Linked DNA regions of Xenopus tropicalis: region 1 is linked to region 2. A link is a contact called in public Hi-C data. All regions are on one chromosome and are shown on one strand. The core of a region is the stretch at or near the end of the contact, and the rest is flanking DNA. Distances in the headings are between cores, read along the strand shown. Region 1 overlaps slc51a (organic solute transporter subunit alpha). Region 2 overlaps tnk2 (tyrosine kinase, non-receptor, 2).

Region 1 (3,224 bases), core at 261-2,760, 180 kb before region 2:
AACTGCCCCCCTGCATGGTTCTCACCTCAGATTCAGGCTGTAAACCCTCTGTATTGTTTAAACATGTAATCCCTGTGTTGTTCACACCTTTTAATTCCTGCATTGTTCACCCCCTGCAGTGTTCACACCTCAGGCTCAGGCTGTAATCACCCCCATTGTTCCCCTGTTCACACCTCAGACCTCAGAAACCCACAAATAAACCCTGCACACAGGGTAGGGCAGGCAGAGTATGGCACACACAGGCAGGGTAGGGCAGGCAGAGTATGGCACACAGGCAGGGTAGGGAAGGCAGAGTATGGCACACACAGGCAGGATAGGGCAGGCAGAGTTTGGCACACACAGGCAGGGTAGGGAAGGCAGAGTATGGCACACACAGGCAGGGTGAGGAAGGCAGAGTATGGCACACACAGGCAGGGTAGGGAAGGCAGAGTATGGCACACACAGACAGGGTAGGGAAGGCAGAGTATAGCACACACAGACAGGGTAGGGAAGGCAGAGTATGGCACACACAGGCAGGGTAGGGAAGGCAGAGTATGGCCCACACAGGCAGGGTAGGGAAGGCAGAGTATGGCACACAGAGGCAGGGTAGGGAAGGCAGAGTATGGCAGGTATTTGCTGTACTACAACCATTAATATGGGTATGGTCATGTGATAACACAGGTGTGGTTTCAAGTGGGTGCGGTTTCAAAAAGGGGAGTGGTCAAAACTGGCTTCCATTATCGGCCCTCTACCACGTAGGTCGGAAAAATTCCGGCCCTCGGTACCACAGAAGTTGGACAGCACTGTTATAGATGAACCAGGCTTAACTGTTGCACATGGAACAATAATACACATTGTTTTGCCACTGAAGTTAATTGCGTGCTGTGTCCTCTAGAGGCATAACATATATAACAGTAAGTGGAGAAACCTAGGCAAGAAATGTCAACCAAAGGTAGTTTTGGTATAAAGAGAATGAATAATATGTGAGCTTCTTGTAAGACAAAGAAGGAACATTTACAAATCTTGATTGACATTTGCCAGTCGCAGATGTATTGCCCTCTTACCGTGGGTGATGCACTGCTCCACAGAAGGGTTTTCCTCTTGACCGGGCAGAGCACTTTCTTTCTGAGGTAGAAAGCTTCTTCCAAGTATAGGATCAATGATATTATGACAAGTATGGTCAGGATTCCAAAAGTGCAGAGGTGCAGTGTGTCCAGTTCTGAAAAATTGAACACATGTTAAGGCACAGAAACAAATACAAATGGGATTTGTTTTTCAGAATGCACCTGGGCTTTGCCACATAATGGGTCTTTTTATTATTCAAATTAAACTGAAAATCATTAACAACTATGTTCTTTAGTGTGCGTGCGCATAATGAGCGAGTTGTTCACACACATGTGAATAATGAGCGAGTTGTTGCACTTATGTGCATGGGAGTGTCACAACATGGCTGCCTGCACCGAGAGCTCCCACCCAGTGTGGGCAGCCTAGGGCTGCAGGGGGCTTTTTTTTTCAAAAAAAGCTATTGTTTCCCTAACCAGAGCTTGTGTTGTGATTAGTTGTGATTATGGCTTCCAGGGGGCCACAGTGGGGTCATACAGGCTACTGGTTTTATTGTTTGGTATAGGGACCAAGGAGCAAGCTGGCTGGGAAACAGGAATTGAGGCAGGAGTTAACGACTAAAGTAGCTTTTAATAAGCAGAACCAACAAAAAAGCAAGAACAGACATAGGAAAGTTTAGGTAGGGAGAATGACCAAAGTTCAGCACTGCAAAGGTTAATGAACACAATGTCCAGAAGCAATAGCAGGGCAAAGCTGACAGGGTTTAATCAAGGTAAAGCAGAATGAGAATTGCCTCTGCTAAAATACATGTAGAGACAATTAGTAGTGTGTCTTCACCCTAAGAACATTGACGTCACACCCAGCATGTATACCAGTTCGGTGCTGGTGAATGTTTGTACACTATGGGGTGCACATTAAAAATTCCCAACCAGTGGTGTTTATAAATTCCAGAGCTGGCACATTGCCCTTCGCATAGGGTGTCAACACATCGGCAGGGTTACCTTCCTTGCTATTTTCACACTCCACTAAAATGTTGCCTATTTATACCCAATACCTCAGTGAAATTAAATTTGAAATAATTTATCGCAAACACTAAACTACGTGTTTATACAAATTCAGCAAGATTGTTAGAAACAAAGACATATATGAATCCAGCATCTCTTCCTATGCAATATATAAGACATTTTTCACTACTAATGACCATGTTTTCCATAGTCCACAATGTTTTTGCCTACATGAACTTCAACTCATTGTATTCTAGTTGTCACCAACTGAATGTATTATAACACGTACGCTGCGGCAGCTGAGAAGCGGCAGGAGGTTTGGAGAAGCAAGCTTTTGGAACACTGTAATTGGCAATCAGAAAGTCCACTAGCTGTCGTGGGATTCTGCAAGACAAAGAAGGGAAAACATCAATGCCTTTTTTAGGAGAAAGCCATAATGTGCCAGCAAATGCAGATTACAGAACTGCCATTAATTAATGTAGGTGCCTTCAGTTATTAATATACAGTATATACACACCCATATAGTAGAAATATAAAAGCCAGTACTATACAAGTAAGTATAAGATAAAATGGGGAAGGTTCTCCTACAAATAACCTTTAGTAGGATGTGATGGTACTTTGAAAAATGTATATATTATATATATATATATTTTATATATATATTATGTTATGTTTTATAAATTGCCTTTCACTACAACCTAAGAATTAAAATGCTATTGGTTGCAGCAGTATGTCATGGAAACCTATTCTTGGTTGCTTGGGTAAGTGGGACAAGAAATGCCAAACAATGGTGGCAACTAGGGGTGGCAGAAGAGGCACAGGCCTAGGGTGCAACAGTAAAGGTGGAGCAAGGCATATGCCTTTTTTTGTCTGCCTAGCCCTACTTCAGCTTTTTGTAACTTTGGCTATCCAGCAGGGTATTATTTCATATACTAAGGGGCACATTTACTAACCCACGAACGGGCCGAATGCGTCCGATTGCGTTTTTTTCGTAATGATCGGTATTTTGCGATTTTTTCGGAAAATTATCGCGACTTTTTCGTTACTAATACGATTTGTGCGAAAAACGCAAGTTTTTCGTAGCCATTCCGAAAGTTGCGCAAAATCTGGCGATTTTTCGTAGCATTAAAACTTGCACAAAAAGTTGCAATTTTTCCGTAGCGTTAAAACTTGCGCGAA
Region 2 (2,905 bases), core at 55-2,554:
CTTTCCTAAGGCTGTAACATCTCCTTAATCACTTAGATTTCCTTCTCCTCCTGTAACCCACTCGGCCCCCTCCCTCAGGAATTTGCTTTGACTTCTGGCTTGTGGGCATGCTCAGTTGTTTTAAGCGCAGATTATTCAACACGCCCCCAGTCTAGCACATAAAGGTATGTATGTATGCCTTTATTTATAAAGCGCTACTTATGTATGCAGTGCTGTACAGTAGAATACATTAATATAAACAGGGGATTATTAAGATAGATAAATACAAAGTATTACAATAAACACAAATAAATAAAAGATACATTTGCAATAAGATAAGAGTCAAAGACACAAGAGGATGGAGGTCAAATGTAGGCTTTACATGCCCTTTAACATTCAGAGATACCTGTAGTATGTTATGCTTTCAGGAAACAGAGTAACAATGAAAAATGATATGAACATTTTATTATCTAGTCTCTGTGATGTTACATTAGGGTTTTCAAACATTTCTTTTATAGAACTTTTATATTCTGGAACTTTCTCTTGTACTTATGAGCACGTGGGATACATAGTACAGCACATGTGGATTGTTGATAAGTGGGGTTTTGTTCTAACTTTATTTGGCAATATGATAGGAAAAAAGTAATCATTTTAATGTTTAGTGGGTTATCTACTTTTAAAGGTTACAGTTAATGAGCCTGGATTTAGTTTGCAATTTTACAGGATTTTTATCTTGCAGTTTAAAGATTATTTTGGGTATGGTGATCTATAAATTTATAAAATTATACATATTTGGTAACAACACTCAGATCGAATACAGAACTTGTCTTAATGCGTCATCAAATTGTTAATTGCCAAGAGCTGAAGGGTAATGGCCACTGGGAGATTTGTTGCCCACAGTTAAGTCTGTGCTACCGCGGCATTTTGGATTGCAACTGGCAATAATGTATGTAGCCTGAGGGAAAGCATTTTCAGAAGACTTGTCACCCACATTAGCACAGATGTAACTGCAGACCACAGATCTCCCTGTGTGCCATCACACGTTTGTCTTTTTTAAATCAAACAAGTAAGGATTTTGTAGATAAATCCCCATATGGAGTACATAAATATAGCAGAAGACATTTTATAGATGAGAACTGAAGTGTACCACTGATATTTCTGGTGGACAGTGGCATTGTTGGAACCCTAGCAAGAGGTCATTCGCTATAATATTTCAATCTTAGTGCAAAGAAAGCAAGGAAATCATTATCACCAACCCAGAACAGCACAACATTGCTAGTTTTTGTACAGGGCATGACCGTAGATCATTTCTAAGCTAACTGCGCCATCTAATGACCACAAAGTGAACTGCATTCCACAGAACTTGATTGTAGACATACCACACCAGTAAAAAGCTGTGTATAGTTTTATGCAAAGCAAGTTACAACTCAGTATGTATATATATATATACACACACACACAGAAATGATAAAAAAAAAGCTGCACTCCCTTAAAAATGGGTGCCTAAAACCAAAAAATATAATACATACAGTGAAAGTGGTCCGCACTCTAAATATCTGTGTTTCACACAAGTGCTTTATTCTATAAATATCATCAATGTTTCTGCTCTCCGATGGAAGAATTCTGCACTTCACAGGACTTATAATATCCCAAAAAATTTTTATGAGGGAGACTGCTGCTTTGGCCCCTCCAGGACCTTTATCAAAGGTGATAAAGGCCCTGGTGGGGCCAAAACATCAGTCTCCCTCAATAAGAAATTGTTTTAAATATTATAAGTCCTAAAACTTACAAACATTTCATGACTGCACCCAGGCAAAGTATTCTCCTTACACGTGAGTGCCTACCCTACAAGATTTCTATTTCACTTTGGAAGTGTAACACCAATATAAAGAAATTGGCACAAGTGGAAAGAACAGCATGCTTCTACACAGTATTTACACTTGCACCAGAACCGTAAAATCATCTTACACAGGATTTAACACAACATACAGTGGCAGTGTATCTGATGTACCCATCTTTTACACATGTTTATAGCTGAAATTTTTTAGAGGATATTGTGCATCTTTAAAACATTGTGATTTAAGGATGATCTTTTTTAACTACCAAAGCAAATGATTTATGCTATTGTATTTCTTCCTAGTTTTTGTAACAGACTGCCTAAAGAAGGTGTATTTCTATGGTGTCCACTTTAAATAACATTTGTTGTGCTGATGCTGTTCTGTTATGATGTAAAATAAAGTGTTTTTGGGGCTCACCAATATAAATGGGCATGTATTGGTGGTGGGATCCTAAACAAAACAGTTCAGTATCACCACTGCCAGAGACAATACTACATGGAAACAATAGAATAATAAAACATATTACTGTTTACTAAGGCAGCAACATTTCTTTCCCCCTGCATAAAAGAAAACCACATTCATATCATTATGTTTTGTTCTTCTTGAGAAAAGGGGTCTCTCAAAAGACTTTATACTCCTGCAAGCTTTATCCATTCTATATAGTAACCTTAATATTAGCATGCTTAGCTCATGGACCTCTTTCAATAACCAAGCTGACCTGCGCTTGTGGGGATTCTTTGCACCACATACAGTTTGCGAGAAATATTTAAGCAGTTGCTAGTGGCCCTGCCAATCATACTCCATATCTAGATCTGGGTAATAAGCCCGGTGTATTGTGAAAATACAGTATGCCATACAAGGTTGACTTTTGGGTTTTCCAGGTGGTTGGCGCATGGGCTGTAAGGGCAGATAGCATTGTTCACAATAGCATTGTTCTGTGTGTCTAATTGATGGTAATCTAACAGGAAGTGCACGGAGCTGCTGCAGGGCGCGGGCCCCGGTGGGCCCTCCACACCCTAGTCTGACCCTGTTTCTGCTGATTGGCTCAGATCACACATTCCTAAGGGGGAGGGGTACTTAGCATTCTT

The links. A called contact is a pair of places that touch in the nucleus more often than the background predicts.
Region 1: a Hi-C map of gastrula embryo shows a contact between it and region 2, with 1.7 times the contacts expected there. The contact joins two enhancer-like sites. A contact is called at or near these places in 3 of 5 Hi-C or Micro-C datasets (brain, gastrula embryo and tailbud embryo).

What each region holds. Positions count from the first base shown.
Region 1 is chr5:102,861,062-102,864,285 of UCB_Xtro_10.0, reverse strand. slc51a (organic solute transporter subunit alpha) reads right to left here. Exons shown (of 9, transcript XM_002934046.5): 2 at 2,335-2,429; 3 at 1,044-1,198. Among named protein-coding and RNA genes, the nearest start is that of slc51a, 8.7 kb to the right of the region's middle. Within about 2 kb of position 1,510, at least 2 of the 11 cell types and tissues checked have an H3K27ac peak or open chromatin away from gene starts, as enhancers often do. A contact at or near this core is called in gastrula embryo, where this site is marked.
Region 2 is chr5:102,684,075-102,686,979 of UCB_Xtro_10.0, reverse strand. All of the region lies in intron 12 of tnk2 (tyrosine kinase, non-receptor, 2), which reads left to right. Among named protein-coding and RNA genes, the nearest start is that of tnk2, 39 kb to the left of the region's middle. Within about 2 kb of position 1,304, at least 3 of the 11 cell types and tissues checked have an H3K27ac peak or open chromatin away from gene starts, as enhancers often do. A contact at or near this core is called in gastrula embryo, where this site is marked.